2 separate regions of the Rattus norvegicus genome follow, and region 2 is linked to region 1. Evidence: chromatin contacts called from public Hi-C data. All regions are on one chromosome and are shown on one strand. The core of a region is the stretch at or near the end of the contact, and the rest is flanking DNA. Distances in the headings are between cores, read along the strand shown. Region 1 overlaps Nsmce2 (NSE2/MMS21 homolog, SMC5-SMC6 complex SUMO ligase). Region 2 holds the start of Trib1 (tribbles pseudokinase 1).

What was found. A called contact is a pair of places that touch in the nucleus more often than the background predicts.
Region 2: a Hi-C map of psoas muscle shows a contact between it and region 1, with 2.0 times the contacts expected there. The contact joins the promoter of Trib1 here to the enhancer-like site in region 1. A contact is called at or near these places in 4 of 12 Hi-C or Micro-C datasets (kidney, liver, mammary epithelial cells and 1 more).

Annotation. Positions count from the first base shown.
Region 1 is chr7:92,974,525-92,982,072 of GRCr8, forward strand. The region is part of intron 4 of Nsmce2 (NSE2/MMS21 homolog, SMC5-SMC6 complex SUMO ligase); the gene reads left to right. It also overlaps the pseudogene LOC134479617. Among named protein-coding and RNA genes, the nearest start is that of Trib1, 120 kb to the right of the region's middle. Within about 2 kb of position 3,722, at least 6 of the 93 cell types and tissues checked have an H3K27ac peak or open chromatin away from gene starts, as enhancers often do. A contact at or near this core is called in kidney, where this site is marked.
Region 2 is chr7:93,091,908-93,099,455 of GRCr8, forward strand. It overlaps Trib1 (tribbles pseudokinase 1), which reads left to right and starts at 4,094. Exons shown (of 3, transcript NM_023985.1): 1 at 4,094-5,057; 2 at 7,095-7,387. The coding sequence starts at 4,698. It overlaps LOC690120 (hypothetical protein LOC690120), which reads right to left and starts at 3,686. Exons shown (of 2, transcript NR_131067.1): 1 at 3,502-3,686; 2 at 2,764-3,354.

The DNA.
Region 1 (7,548 bases), core at 2,472-4,971:
GTTCTGGAGATGCTGCACCATCTTTGGGTTCTCCAGAGCCATGGAGGGGGTGGTTCTGAGCAATCGTCCTGGCCCTTCTCTCAGGTTTGTTCCCACCCTTCCCTGATTTCCTTTGGAGGGGAGGAAGTTGGGAGAGTCTGGAGAAGCTTGAAGGCAGAACACAAGGGTTGAAGAAGCCTGAAGCCAAGATCTTCATTTGCCATGCCCTGGCAGTAACAGCCAAGGCCTGTATGGTGCTGGCACAGCTCCTCCTGCTCCTTGTTTGCTTTTGTGGAGCATGCCGGAACTGACCTTTTACTTGCCCTTCACGCTCTGGGTGACTCAAACGCTGAGCCATTGTTTTAGGAACTGATTATGCCTTGACAGTATGGTAGAAGTATTTCCACTGTGCTGAGGCTGGAAGGTGGGTAGATTTTGGTATGCTTTTGCTTCAGTCCGGAGAACCTCTTTCCTCTTTCTTTGGGTGATATTTTGCTTTTTCCATCTGTAACATAGATCGTAGTCCCAGATGCTGAAACTCACCTGAACCTGTCCAAAAACTGCCAAGAAGTCATGTAGCTTTCACGGGCAGCTCGCAGCATTAGTGTGCCATTTCTGTTAAAGGCTCACACTGTCCCTACCACCACATGGAGGCCGTGATGGAACTGGAGTCAGAACAGACCCGTGTGGAATTGAAGCTTATGCTAAGTTCTGTGCTTGTAAGTTCTATAGTAGAGCAACTGTAGCCAGCATGAAGGGAGGCTTTTATTAAATAGATTCGTGTCTGAAAGGTTGGAGTTGCCAGTTAAATACATATGTATTTTTCAAAGGAAATCATCAAAAAGGACATTCCGCTCTTATTACAGAGCTATTTTAGGGGTAAATATTTTGATAGATGTGGTTCGGTGCACCTGGGAGCTGAGCTGTAGCTTGAGGCAGTGAGAACAGATGGAGCTCTGAGATAGCTCAAGGCTTGGGTTTTCCCCTGCGCAAGCACATGGCTGGTGGGGCCAGACAGCGGGAACCTTAACTTTCTCCATGCTGATGTGAGAAAAGCTTCCTCATGGAAAGGTCTCATTACTGAAAGTTCTGGGACCATAGTGGGTCTCCTCTCCAAATAAATGTTTAGTGAGGTCTGTTGTGATACAAACATTTTGTTAAGCGAGAGAATGAAGTCTGTGGAGCAGAGTAAGTCATGTCAGGGCTGCTTAAGTTTGCAGCAAATGCAAAGGTCTAGGGTTAGGGCACTGACTGACAGGAATAGCAGGAGCTTAATGAGCTAGAAAGACTGTGCGAGCTTCCTCCTTTTTTGAAGTTGAGTTGAATCACTAGTCAGATTGAAATCCTAGCATATAATTTTTAAAAATAGTCTAGTGTGTCATCCGACCTTGTCAGGAAATAAGTGTACACGTGTTCAGCACTGGCTGCTTCCCTTGCTCACCTGCCATTTCAATAGATAGCTTCCTTGTTAAGGGACATTTTACAATTCTAACGCTCCCCCCCCCCTTTAAAGTGATCTCTCATCAGCCACAACAGTATTTGTCCTTATGAAAGTAACATCGGAGGAGACGAATGGCTTGGTAAACTCAGTCCTGTCATCTGCCCCATCCATTGGTGACAGCTGTAGGATCACGGATAGGGACCATGTTTGTTGGTGTTATTTGTCCCTGTTTTGGTTTTGGTTTGTTGAGAAAGTCTCACTGTGTAGCACAGGCTGGCCTGGAACACAAACCAGTCCTGGCTCAGTCCCCTAAATGCTGAGTTTTGCAGGTGTGAGCTACCACAGCAGTCATTTGCCACTTCTTATTTCCTGCCCCCGGATAAGTTCCCCAAGGGCAGAAGCCACCTTTCTGTTCTCATCTAGTAGTTGGTGGTGGTTTGTTGAAGGACACATAGCTGAGAACTGTTTCTGTAACACCCCAAAGCTATCAGTTAACACATGGTGATGGTCATTTTTTAGCACTTCCTTATTAGTAGCACAGGCAGGAGCATGGATACTGTGAGCTAGCCAAGAGTTAACCCTTCCCACTCTTGGCGAGAGTTCCTGATAAACCTTTTCTTTGACTTCTGAGGAGAGAGAACGAGGCCCAAGTGCCTCTTCAGCAACAGCCCTTATAAATGTGGAAGAAGATTTGGATTCCCAGAGCTGTTCTAATTCACGGAGGGGCCCTGCTAGCATCTGCTAGCCCTATTGTGCTCTTTCACTGAACACTTTATTAACCTTTGTGCAATCTGCTTATTTGAAACAATACAACCGGGTTGACTGCAGCCATTCTAACAATCAGGATTTTCTTTTTAACAATGTGAACATTACCTACTGCCTCTCATTGTACACAGTATTAAGACAAAAAATACCATTTAGAAATGGTTGTGCTAACCTCACTTTAAAATTAAAAGCTTCTATTTAAAGTTCAACTGGTTATAGTATAAACCGTTCTGATGACTCATTCTAGTGATACTTTTACCCCCACATGTGCTTTTAGTAGTTGTTTGGGACCCAGACAGGAGAAAGCCCTTAAATTATGTAGATTACTTATTTCAGGCACTTGATTTAGTAGGGACTTATTGACTAATTGAGGAAACACTATTAGTTAGAAATAATTAGAAACACTAGAACATCCAATTTGGTGAAGGACATTTCATTATAGGTGTAGTTCGTCTGTGACTCTGTGTGTAAATTTAATAATTTCTCAGGTGGCTTGCATCCTGACCCTGCCTGACGAAAGTCAGTGGCACAGCTACAGGCAGGAGGCCATAGTCATTTTCCAGGAAGAAACCTGATGGCACCTCCAGAATGGGCCAGTGAATGCAGCCCCAGCCTTTCTCCTTGCCTGTAATCTTTATGACAATCATAAACAAGGTAGAATGGCTTTAAAGGACTCCAAGCTTTTGACCAGTGACTGGCTTTCTTCTATAAAGTCTGTGGGTATGATCTAGTTAGCTAGTTTCCCTCACATTGCAGAGTGGGCAACATAGTAGGAAGGATCGTTTATCCTAAAGCCATGAACAGCAGTTGTCCATATTCAGGGATAAGTCTTCCCTTCTAAGTTGAACCTTTCTGGAAATACCCTCATAGACATACTCAAAGGCGTGTTTCCATGGTGATTCTAAATCAAGTGAAGTTGACAGTGAAGATTAACGATCACAGTCACTCCAAGTCTATAATCTCACTTACTGCATTACACAGCAAGGCTGGCAGAGTGTACTGAGAGGAGAGCAGGGATCTGCAAGGGCTCTGGTACACTTGCAGCTCATCCTCTGAGTGGCTCTCTGCACCGCAGGGTCTGGGATGCACAGTACACGAGCAGTCTGCTGCCTCTGTAGGACTGTGCTGAAGAACAGCTGCCCTGCCCTGCCCTGCCTGCTGCTCTCGATGATAGTTTTTCTAGAGAAAATGAAAATTGGAATTTTGCTTTTTAAATATTCACTACTGCTTATGTTTTTCAAAGCACTGTAGCTGAACAAAGCCTATTTACAAATTATAGGTTATAAATGATTGGTAGGTCTTATGTGGTATGCTAATTCCCTGATTTCAGGGTCAGTAGTTAGCTTTTCAAATTGTTGATTTTGTGTTTTAATCTTCAGAGAGTTATAACCCAGAGGAAGTTAATACTCCACTCTATGCTGGTGAAGACTTGGTTATTTCCAGAGTCCATTTCAGTACGCCAGCTGTGTGACACCCAGAGCTTAGGCAGTAAGAATGCTAACCAGCCCGTGTCTGCAAAGTGTCTTCCACTGTGCAGGAGCAAGAGACCACAGTGCCCGGGACCTGTGCTGCACACATGAGTGTAGCCGTGTGGAGCCTCTTGGGCAGCCCTGGACTCTGGCTTCTTGCAAGTAATTTTGCTTGAGTCATGGATGGAAAGGGAGAGATTTTGATGAGCACAGCTGTGCTATTGGAGGTCAGTCTAGCAGAACTGTTGAGGGAGCAAGTGTAAAGCCTGGGCCTGGCTTACACCTTGGCATGACCACAGTGTTATTGTGGCCATGTTACTTTGCTCTCTGTGATCTTGCTTTCTGCTTCTCTAAGTAGTAATCTTACAGGTTTAAGTATCCCTTATCCAAAGGACTCAGAACCACAGTGTTGGGGGATTTTTCAGATATCATCATTTTTTTGCATGTACATAATTCGGTAAATTAGGGACAGGACCCAAGTTTCAACTTAAAATTCATTAACATTGTTTTCAATATATACCCTATACATGAGGGCTAAAGATAATTTTATGCAATATTTTTAATAATTTGAATAATTCAAAATATTCAGGACCCTTAACACATGGCAAATGCATTACAATTATTAACTCCTGCTGTTGCTACTGTTTTTAATTACAAAAGGCCTGAACTTAGAAAGTCTGAGTCCAACCACAGCTGTGCCTGTTAGTAATTGTGCCCACAAGACACTGCTGGGTGGATCTCTGTGAAGATCAATAAGGGTGAGAAAACCCAAAGATAAAATGTAATTACCCATAAATGCATATAAAGGTTTCACAAATGCAAAGTGTTTGGTGTGCAGCCTTGTTTCAAAAGTGAAGACATGGGGTAGAGCTATTCCGTTTTGGCCCAGCACTTCTGGACCCCACGAGAAGTCATTCATGTGTGTTCAGGAATTTCAGCTATCTCTGTTGCTTCTGCTATTCGAGACATTAAGTTGCCTCCAATATCTCTAAACATCCTGAAAGAAAACATTATACTGAGCATGAGAGCATTTGTATACTGTCTGGACAGTGCCCGATCAGTTTTGCTGGGATTTCAGTCTCTGGAAAGGGCCTTGTTGAATCATTTCATTATGTGATAATATTAGAGCAATAACCTAGACTGGGATATCCTAGTTAGTCCCAGGAGAAGCTAGTTTTTATTTGGTGGTGGAGTGGGGGATACAACCAAATGAAAATAGATTGATTGAAACACTGAAAATCCCATTTCCCTAACTAACATCATTATTTTTATAGCTAATGTGCTGATTGACTCATAGATAACACCTGTGTCATTTATTTTTAAAAACCTCACTGAAATCTGTCTTTGTGAAACTCTAGGAAAAAAAAAAATCACAACAGCTGTCCAGGCATCTGTTTGAATGATGCAGTGTGAAAAGAGTTCTAAATATAATTAGAACGTAAGACAGATCAACTTCCAGAGCAGTACTTAAGTATCAATTGGACTAGATCAGAAAGAGCTTGTCATTCAAATAACCTGAATCTAGAGTGGATATGGTTTGTTCTGGAAAGCAACAGATGTTTGCCTTGAGTAATCTTCGTTAGCAAACTCAAAACACAGCTAGTCCAGTGCCACTTTCTGGGTGCAGAGAGCCAGCATTCCAGGATGTGGGTTAGGAATGAATGGTGTCAGACTGACGGTGTAGTTCACTTGATAGAGTGAAGCCTGGTGTAGTCTCCAGCACCACCTAAAACAGACATGGTAGTGCACGACCTATACTCCCAGTACTTGGGAGGCGGAAACAGAAGACTTGAGGTTCTCCTCCACTGCAGAAGGACTCTGAGACCAATCTGGGCTTCAGGAGACCCAGTCTTGACAAAACTGAAGAAGTGTTAAATGATATGGCACAGTTGGCTTTTGCAGGACATCTTCATCACACCCAGTATTCCCAGGATGCCCTGTTTCTATTTTGACATTCCTAGCATCCCAGTTAGCAACTCTCACCATCTTTCTTAGTCTACTTTGTGTTCCTGTAGCGGAATCCATCCCTGGATAATTGATAAAGCAATTTATTTCTCACCATTGTGGCTGCTGACAAACCTAGTGCCAAGGTGCTAGAAACTGGCACTGTCATTACATTGTGTCATCTAAAGGAAGGATTCAGAAGAACAAGGAACAAAGACTCAGTTGCTCTGCTCTTGTGTTGCTGCTGCTGGTGGTAGTTGGAGGGATTTTGTCTATTTGTTTGATTTTGTTGTTCTTGGTTTTTGTTTTTGTTTTGGGGGTGGTACTACTAGGCATCAAACCCATGTTCTTATGAATGTCAGACAAGCTTTCTGCCACTAAGCTATACACTCAGCTGCTGAACTCAGTCTTATAACAGTCTGCTCCTAAGAATGTTGATCCACTCATGGGGACAGAGCCCTCCTGGTCTAGAAAATTGTTGAACGTCCCATCTGTTGACACTGTTACTGTTATACTAGGAGTTGTGTTTCTAACACATGAGCTTTGGGGACTGAGGCAACATCTGTCCTTCCTTCCTTGTCCCTCTCAATAGTTACTAAGTGTCCATACTTTGCTGAGAATGGCTTCATACTCTGAGAATTCAAAGAAGAGGGTACACTGTGTGTATTTTCTTTTAAAGACTAAGTAACATGGTACACATTTTATTTCAGGTACTATTCTGCTTTTAAAGCTCTTAGCATTGTCTGGCATCCAGTGGGTATCAATTAATGACTGCAGTGTATGATAGCATACACATGTTTAGTTGTTAATAGCTGTCATTTATGGAGCACATGTAATATTCTGGAAAATCTTTGTAGATACATGCATGCAAATTTGTATTTAATCGTTAGCATCATCCTACAGGTATAGGTTATTGTCCTAGCTAGTCCCAGTTCATAGATGAGATGGCTGGAGTTGAGTGATCTGGAGTTGTCCAAGGTTACACATATGGCAGATGTCCATTGGAATGTCCCTCAGAGTCTCTTCCCACAGACCCCATTTCCCGTTGTCCCACAACTTCCTCCAGGGACGGTGCTACTTGCAGTGTGTTCCCTGCTGTCCAGGACTCCACTGTGAACGTGTAACTTCCTCGCCTTTCTCAGGGTCACAAAACTTAGAGAAACCAAAAGGAAGTTCCCTGTATCACTGAAAGTTGTCACACCAATAGAAGGTTACCGATCATAGTAATGATTAGTAATCGTAGGAGGGACGTGAGGGAGGAGGTAGGGTGTGAGTATATAATGTCTGCCCAGTTTGCTTCAGAGTGTTCAGACACTTTCACATCTCTGAACGGAGTTGGGGATTTAGCTCAGTGGTTAGAGCGCTTGCCTAGGAAGCACAAGGCCCTGGGTTCGGTGCCCAGCTCCGAAAAAAAGAACCAAAAAAAAAAAAAAAAAGAAAGAAAGAAAGAAAGAAAACACAATTTTTAGGGTTGGGGATTTAGCTCAGTGGTAGAGCGCTTCCCTAGGAAGCACAAGGCCCTGGGTTCGGTCCCCAGCTCCGAAAAAAAAAAAAAAAAAAGAAGAAGAACCACATCTCTGAACAGCCCACGCCTCACTAAGTCTTGCAGGAGCGTCAGCTCCCTCCATTTGGTAGGTGAAGCAACCTAGAGCAGTTGGCAAAAGACACTGCACAAAGCCGAGAATCTCTTTCTATCAAAGCTGGGATTCAGATGCACTTCTGGTTCCCTTGTGTCCTAGGAAGTGTGTCTAGTGATTATTTATCCCAGAACTAAAGGTGTCGAGTGAACGTCCTCTAGTCCCACCACATGTGCCCCTTCATCTGTAGAATATTAACAGGCATATAAAAGGCCTTGTGATTAATACCATACAGAATGTTCATCTCTGGTTTGCTATGAGTCCCATGTCACACTGCCATGTACCTGTTGCTGCTGACTTCCACAGATACCTG
Region 2 (7,548 bases), core at 2,844-5,343, 120 kb after region 1:
CAGAGGAGCTGGCAAGTGGTACCATGTGGTAGACATTGTCATAGAGCCAACATCACCGTTTAACCAGGAAGAATTACTTCCTGCCTTCATCCTATTGACTGATAGGTTTTATTCATTGTCTTGGGTTTTCATGTAAAGGCCCTTTTGAATTCTGGGCTATGTCGAGCCTTCACAATCCTGGCCACATTCACGTACAAACTAATAATCCCTAAAGCACTTTCCAATATCTTATAGTTACTTGTTCCCTTGCAGGGAAAGAAGAGCAGGTCTTTCTTATACCCATAGCACAGGTGAGACAATCAAGGTACAAAAAAGAGCAGTTGGCTGCCAGATCAGTACCCGAGAAGCTGGAGGGAAATCCAGTCCAGACTTGGCAGCAAATAAATTCCTGGGACCAAAATCAAGACAACTTCACTCCCTTGTCCTTGTTACGGGCAGGCTCTGCCAGTGGTCCATCTGCCCATTCCTGCACACATTCCTTCAAAGCTTAACTTGCTGCTCTCTTGGGCTATCCACAGCCTATCATCATCTAGGCGGGATTTCTGTGTTGAACTCGGAAATGTGTCATGGAGTTTCCAGTCCTGTCTCTGCCCAAATGTTGTTTTCCCCAACAATCCCCATCGCCAGCAGTCCTAGTGGGTGCCCCTCATCCCACAGGCACTTGCTGAACCCCTCTTTTGTGATAGAACTTGAGCTTGGCGCCAGAGTGGTTATGGTCCGACTCTTCTTTCCTGGAAATGCAGTCCAGCTAAAAGAGTCACGGGAGGTGAGATGTCCTTGCAGCTGGATGCAATTTACACCTGACTGCAGGTGCTGGGAAAATATAGAAGGTGTTTTGCAGGGTGAGTAAGAGCTCATTAGTTTGGCAGAGGAAGAAGAAAGATGCTAGTGGGAGGGAACATTTCAGGCAACTGTGCAGAGGTGTGAATTGGCAGGTGTGTTTGGGGCCCTGCCAGGATCTAGCACAAATAGGACAGAGACCAGGAGATGAAAAAGGCAAGTCTGGAAACAGAAGTGAGACCTGAACGAAGGCCTGCTTTTCTAATGAGATGTGGCTTTCCTCTCTGAGTCCTTCAGGGTTAAGCCAGAGCCCGCTGCCATCAGGTTCAAGTTTCAAGGGTTCCTCTATTGTTGTGTGAAAAAGGAATCGAGGGAGGCAGCTTTCATTTGTCCACAGCACTTAGTAGGTACCCTGACACACAGTAGGTATTTGCTGTTGGCTGAAAGGATGTTTTACAGTTCAGAAGCTCACTGAAGGAAGTTAGTATATAGTCTTGCACTAAGTTGAGGGTTGGTGGAGAAGGTGCTAGACAAGGAAACGGAATTCAGGTCAACAAATTTACCAAGATGGATTTCCTATGGGGAACTAGTTCCAAAAGTATCCAAAGAGCAGAAATCAAAGAACAAAGAATAGTCCTGTGGGTGACTCAGAATTTAGCATCAGGAAGTTGCTGTCACCCTAGGACTGGAGGATAAGATGATGTCACCTGATCCCAGGAGACCAGAATCCTTGGAGTGAGCTGGGTCCCAGCAGAGAGGATCCCATGGACTAGGCTCCCCAGGCAGTATACTCCACTGGAAATGAGAAACAGAATGGAGGATGAGGTGCCCAGCAAGGGAAGGCAGGAAAAGAGCTGGATAGGGCAGGAGGAATAGCTAGGCTTACTGAAATCTAAGGTTTCTGTTCCTCCAGCTGGAAGCTTGGAAACGGGGAATGCAGAGGTAATCCAGGTCCTAGCAAATGGACTGGGCTTTATCCTTCCACCATACAGTCATTGGATGTGGACCTCCCGTGAGGGGCAGCTCGGCCCTTTTCAGTCACAGCAATGATATTCCCTTGCAGCAACCAGGGAGAAAAATCTAGTCTCTAAGAGGAGTGCAGCTGTCCAGACAATCATCACACAGAGAGGTTGCTATCGATGGATGCCCAAGCAGGGAGAAGGATGAATCCTGGTAACTCTCTTCTGCCTCCCACCTGCTCATGGTCTTCCAGAGCCTCCCACTGGTCATACTGGGCAAAAAAGCCCAGTGAGTTTGTGAAGGCCATCAGGGAGCTGAGCAGGATAGAAGAGGGTCCCTGTTCAGCTCATGGCAACAGTGCTCTGTGGTGTTGTCTCTCCCAGAAGAGGCTAAAGGGAAGTTACAGCATTCAGGTTAAGATACCCATAATAGTACTGGGTTCATTATCCAGCGACAAGCCCAGCTTGCAGCTCGGCAGCTCAGGAGAGAATCTTGCCAGGTAGAAAAACCTTAGCATCTAGCGCTATGTCCTAAACACCCTCGATCCCCACAACCTGTCAAGATTCTCCCTTCGGGGAGAGTGCCCTGCCCTTCTGTGCATCCCTCCCTCTCCTGGCCAAGCTGCTGTTCATAGATAGCTCTCCTCTGGTCAGTTCTCATAATCTGACGGAGGCCTCCTTAACGGTTCCTTTCTTGGCAAGTTGTGGTCTCCTCTGAGTTTATAAGAGTGCTGGAGAGCTTGACTGCTTCCGGTAGTCTTTGAATCACAGCAAGGAGGTTAAGGGTTCTAGGCTTCTGTTTTTGTTTTTGAATCAAATGGAGCAAAATGTAACCCTATAAAGTGAGTGCAAAAACTAAAGTGCATACCAAATACAAGTGCCGAGAACAAGGAGCCTGCCCCCCCCCCGCCCCCTCACGCCACAACTGATGCCAATTATCATTACTGTTTCAATTTAAGTCTCCTAATCCCCAGCGCCTAACCCTTGGAGATGCTTAATTAGCGTTTGTTGAATGGCTGGAGAATTAATAATGAAAAGGATTTATTTTTGGGCTTGACCTGGTTTTAGAAAATTAATTATTCAGCATAAATACAAGAAAGGATTTTGATAATAGTTTCTATGCTTCGTGAGGATCCAGACTCCAAACTGACCTGGTTTGCGAAAGAAGTGGAGAGGAAGAAAGAAAAAAAAAAAGCCAAACAAACAAAACCCAGCAACACAAAATGTGGTTGCAAGCTGTTTACACAACTCAAAACTGCATGAACGTATACACGCGACCTAGTATCCCAAGCAGTGGATAGAATGACCCGTAGCTCAGTATCTAATACTCCCGGCCGCATTGGCGCCCTAGACCCTCCGGCGCGTATGCAGGCTGGAGGGGACAGGAATCTGGCGCCAGCCACGTGGGCTCCTTCCGCCAGTTCCCCACATCCTTTGTTTCCCACCGGCCGGAGCTCAGGAAGCTCTTTCTGCGAGTCACCGCGAAGGGGCGGCCCAGGAGCTTGGAGAGGCTATTTCCGTGCAATCCGGGCGGGCGGCAGGCGCGGGAGGGGCGTGGAGGTGGAGGCAGAGCAGAAGGCCCAGTGTTTGCTTTTATTTCATCCAACAGAAGGTTCTATTTGTGGAAGCGAACAGACGCTGGGGATTAGAGTTGGGAGGGGGCAGGAAAAGAGGGGAAAAAAAAAGCCACATTCACTACCACGCACAGGTCTTCCCCGGAACTACCGCGTGGGGGTGAATGACTGATAATGGAATTCATCACCTTTCCTCTCGCCCCTTCCTCCGGCTGCAGCCGCGACTCGGCGGCGCCCACAGCTCCACCGGGAGCTCCCCAGAATGCAGAGCGGCGGGGGGAACCCACCAGGGTAAAGGCGTGACCGCTGGGTCGCAGCCAGTTGCCGGTGCGGAGCCTGGAGGTGCGCGCGGACGCCCGGAGCTCGGGATCCATTGTGTTGTGTGAATGATGCGCGTGCACCAATCCGCAGTCGTTTCGCCCCCGCTGCCCCGCCCCTCCCGCCCACTTCCCCGGGAACCTGACGTCACGGGAGCTTTTCCTCCGCCTCCTCCCTGGGCTACCAGCCCGCGGGCCTGCGGTAGGGCGCGCGCAGCCTGCTGCCCAGCCCAACCTAGGGGGGCGTGTGCGCGCCCAAGGCGTCCCAGGACGTTCCCACCTGCGCCTAGGCGCGCGCGGTCGGGAGCATCTCCAGGCCTCCGGCCACCCCTACTGTCCCAGCCTCCAACTCCACCTCCTCTCCCCCTAAGTCTCCTCCCTCCGCTCCGGTGACTGCTAGCCGGGCGACGGGGCCGGAGTCGTCGCTGCCACCTCATTGCACAACCCGGCTTCCCAACTGTTTACACAGCCCGGGCTGTGAGTGTGTGTGTGTGTATACAGCGTGAGTCACCGGGAGGCGGAGGAGGTGGAGGAAAAGGAGAAGGAGTGCACTGGCCGGGATCAGTGCGGCACACACTCATATTCAGTCACTCTCTCTAAGCGCGTCTCGCTCGCTCACACGCCTGGAGCCCAGGAGCGCGCAGGATCCCGAGCGGCGCGGAAAAGTTGCACCGGCTTTTACTCAAGACTAATTGCTTTGGGAAGTGCGTTTGCTCGGTGAAGCCAACGAGCCTGCGGAATCTGTCCTCCAGGCTCAGCACCCGGGAACTCGGGCGGCCTCCACGTCCCGGGCTATCCACGGTCTCGGCAACAATAGCGGCCGCCACCGCCAGCGAGGCGTCCAGACCTGGTGCCTGCCGGGGTCTGGGGACCTTAGCCGGCCTCCCACCCTTGGACGCGTGGCCAGTGTGGTTCTCGTGTACAACATCAGCGTCCTGGAACTGCTCTCGTTTTGCTCCTTTTGGGGACCGATCCAAGCTCTATCTGCAGACTCCATCCCGCGGACTGGAAGTCGTAGCGCGGATCCAGGGATTTACAAAGCCGGGGCCGCTCCGGCCAGGGCCGCGATGCGGGTCGGTCCCGTGCGTTTTGCCCTGAGCGGCGCCTCGCAGCCCCGCGGACCGGCTCTACTGTTCCCGGCTGCCCGGGGCACCCCGGCCAAACGCCTGCTGGACACGGACGACGCGGCGGCCGTGGCGGCCAAGTGTCCGCGCCTCTCTGAGTGCTCGAATCCCCCTGACTACCTCAGTCCCCCCGGCTCGCCCTGCAGTCCTCAGCCTCCACCCTCGGCGCAGGGGACCGGCGGCAGCTGTGTGAGCGCACCCGGGCCCAGCCGAATCGCCGACTACCTGCTGCTACCCCTAGCTGAGCGCGAGCATGTGTCCCGGGCACTGTGCATCCACACCGGCCGCGAGCTGCGCTGCAAGGTAAGCATCCTGGGGCGGAGGTTGCGGGTCTGGATAGTCCACAGAAGTGCTTAAGTTCCAACCCACCCGGACCACGCTCCCGCCAGCGCTTGGCTCTGGCAAAACAGATAAGGGCATTGAGTCGGATAAGGAGGGTATTTTGGTCAGCTTCGTCTTTTTGGAGGTTGAGGGGTTTCCTGTGGATGTTAATGGTGAAAGTTCGGCGGCCTAGAGGAAGTGCAGGGTTCGGTTCTTTTATCTCTGTTCTGTTCTTTGGCGCCTGGCGTTCCATTTAAGTTTGGAATTGCAATGGATTCCAGGGCCATGCCATTGCCCTGCTCTCATCCCCCTCCTCCCCCTTGTCCTGGAAGGACGCCCTGCAGTGGGTACCTTCCTCGGGACTTGGAGCAACTGGCAATCTTTTTGCCGGAGGTTCGCGGCATGGTTTCTGCATAGACCGGAGTGGGGCTTCTACCTGGGGGATTCTGGACTTGAACTCCGGTTGGGACCAGAATACAGCCCACCCCAGGAAGTGTTAGGAGGGGGTGGTCTTAGGCCTGGGAGGGCTTATGGCCAGCGTCGGACTGTTGGAAAACTTCCAGTGGCTCGCTTCCACTCGCTTTAGTTTGAGGCCGGCAATTTTCCTTGCAACATTAGGAAGGAGTACAACTAGATACAGGATGGCCGGGCTCTCCCGGAGAGCGCCTAGCCGAGGACGGCTGCGCAGTCTGCGCTTTGTGAGTCGGACATCCTGTCTCCGGGCCACGGAGGGCCCCACCGACTCCTTTCATTCTTCTGGAGTTAAAAGTGGCATCTGGGTTTCCAACAACTCACCTGAAAGCCTCCCCCACTCCAACCCCCCCCCTCCGCGTCGCGCCCCTCCTCCCCGTTTGCTGCTGCCACCTACTGTCCACCCGCGTGAAATCTCAGACGCGTGGTCAAGCCCAGAGGAAAAACTCTTCTTGGTGGATGAGAACAGTTTTGGGAAAGAAACGGATGGGGCGGGAGGAGAGGGCAGCAGAGAGATTTTTTTCCCCCCAGTTGGTACTAGAGCAGCCACCTCAGAGGTGGGGTGGGTCTGGGTCATTGTGCAACCCCTTCCAGTTCCTCCGAGCAGATAATAGCTGAATCCAGATGGTGACAGCCCGTGTGTCACCATTTCCAGTTGCGTCTAGGATATGAGTAACCAGACTGAACAAAAGGCCCTTAAAGAGACCAACCAGCTTCTTAGAGGATTTGCTACCCATTCTGGGGGTGGGACAGCCAGGGTGGGGGTCCAGTAAACAAACAGATGGGAAAAAAAAGACTGTATAGAGGTGTCTATCCCCTCCTGTGAGGGCTTCCAGGCTACTTCGACCTGAGTCACAACCATAGGCAGGAGGCATAAGGCTGCTTTGTCAGTCTCTCCTTCTAAGTCATCAGTTCCTTCTGACTAATGACAGCTCTGCGTGTTTGCTGCCTCAGCTTCCCCATGGAGGCTGCAAAGTCACCACATTCCTTAACTGAGCACTGCTGAGCCTCCTGGGTTTGCAAGGAGACACATGCATGTTTAGCTGCTGCTTTTTCACCCTTAGGGATGCCGGGGTACATTGCACAGGCCACTTACTGTCTGCTAGGAAGAGTTACATCAGGGAGCTGGGCTTGACTGCCAGGAGCTGATGACCCTTAAAAAAGAAAAGCATGTGCAGAAGGCAATTCTTCCAATCATCCTACAATAGGGTTAGGCTTTGGTAGTGTGCTAGCCCAGATCCCAAGTCATTTGGTAGTGTGCTAGCCCAGATCCCAAGTTCGGTCCCGGAGCTGGGGACCGAACCCAGGGCCTTGCGCTTCCTAGGTAAGCGCTCTACCACTGAGCTAAATCCCCAACCCTGTCATAGCTAGTTTTAAAGGCATCATGGCAGCTGGAGCTTCAAGATGGGTAGAGAGAATAGAATATATGAATGGGGCTTATTGCCATTGAAAGACAGAGATTGAGAACTCCAGACCAAGGTCATATAGGCCCTGGGAGGCAGCCCCCTGACTTTCTAGTCCCTTAAACCGGTGACTTTCTCTCCGCAGGTGTTTCCCATTAAACACTACCAAGACAAAATCAGGCCTTACACCCAGCTGCCGTCCCATAGAAACATTACTGGCATCGTGGAAGTGATCCTCGGGGAGAGCAAGGCCTACGTTTTCTTTGAGAAGGACTTTGGAGACATGCACTCCTATGTACGAAGCCGGAAAAGGCTTCGGGAAGAGGAGGCCGCTCGGCTCTTCAAGCAAATTGTTTCCGCCGTTGCCCACTGCCACCAGTCAGCCATTGTGCTGGGGGACCTGAAGCTTAGGAAATTCGTCTTCTCCACAGAGGAGAGGTAGGCAGCTGCCACAGCACCTCTTGTGGCCTTTTGGGACAACAACAACAACAACCCCCCCCAAAAAAAAAACAAAACAAAGAAACAAACAAACAAAATAACCCCCCACCTCCACCCCCAGAGGTACAGGTCATGCAGTTAGGTGCAAGATAAACTCGAGG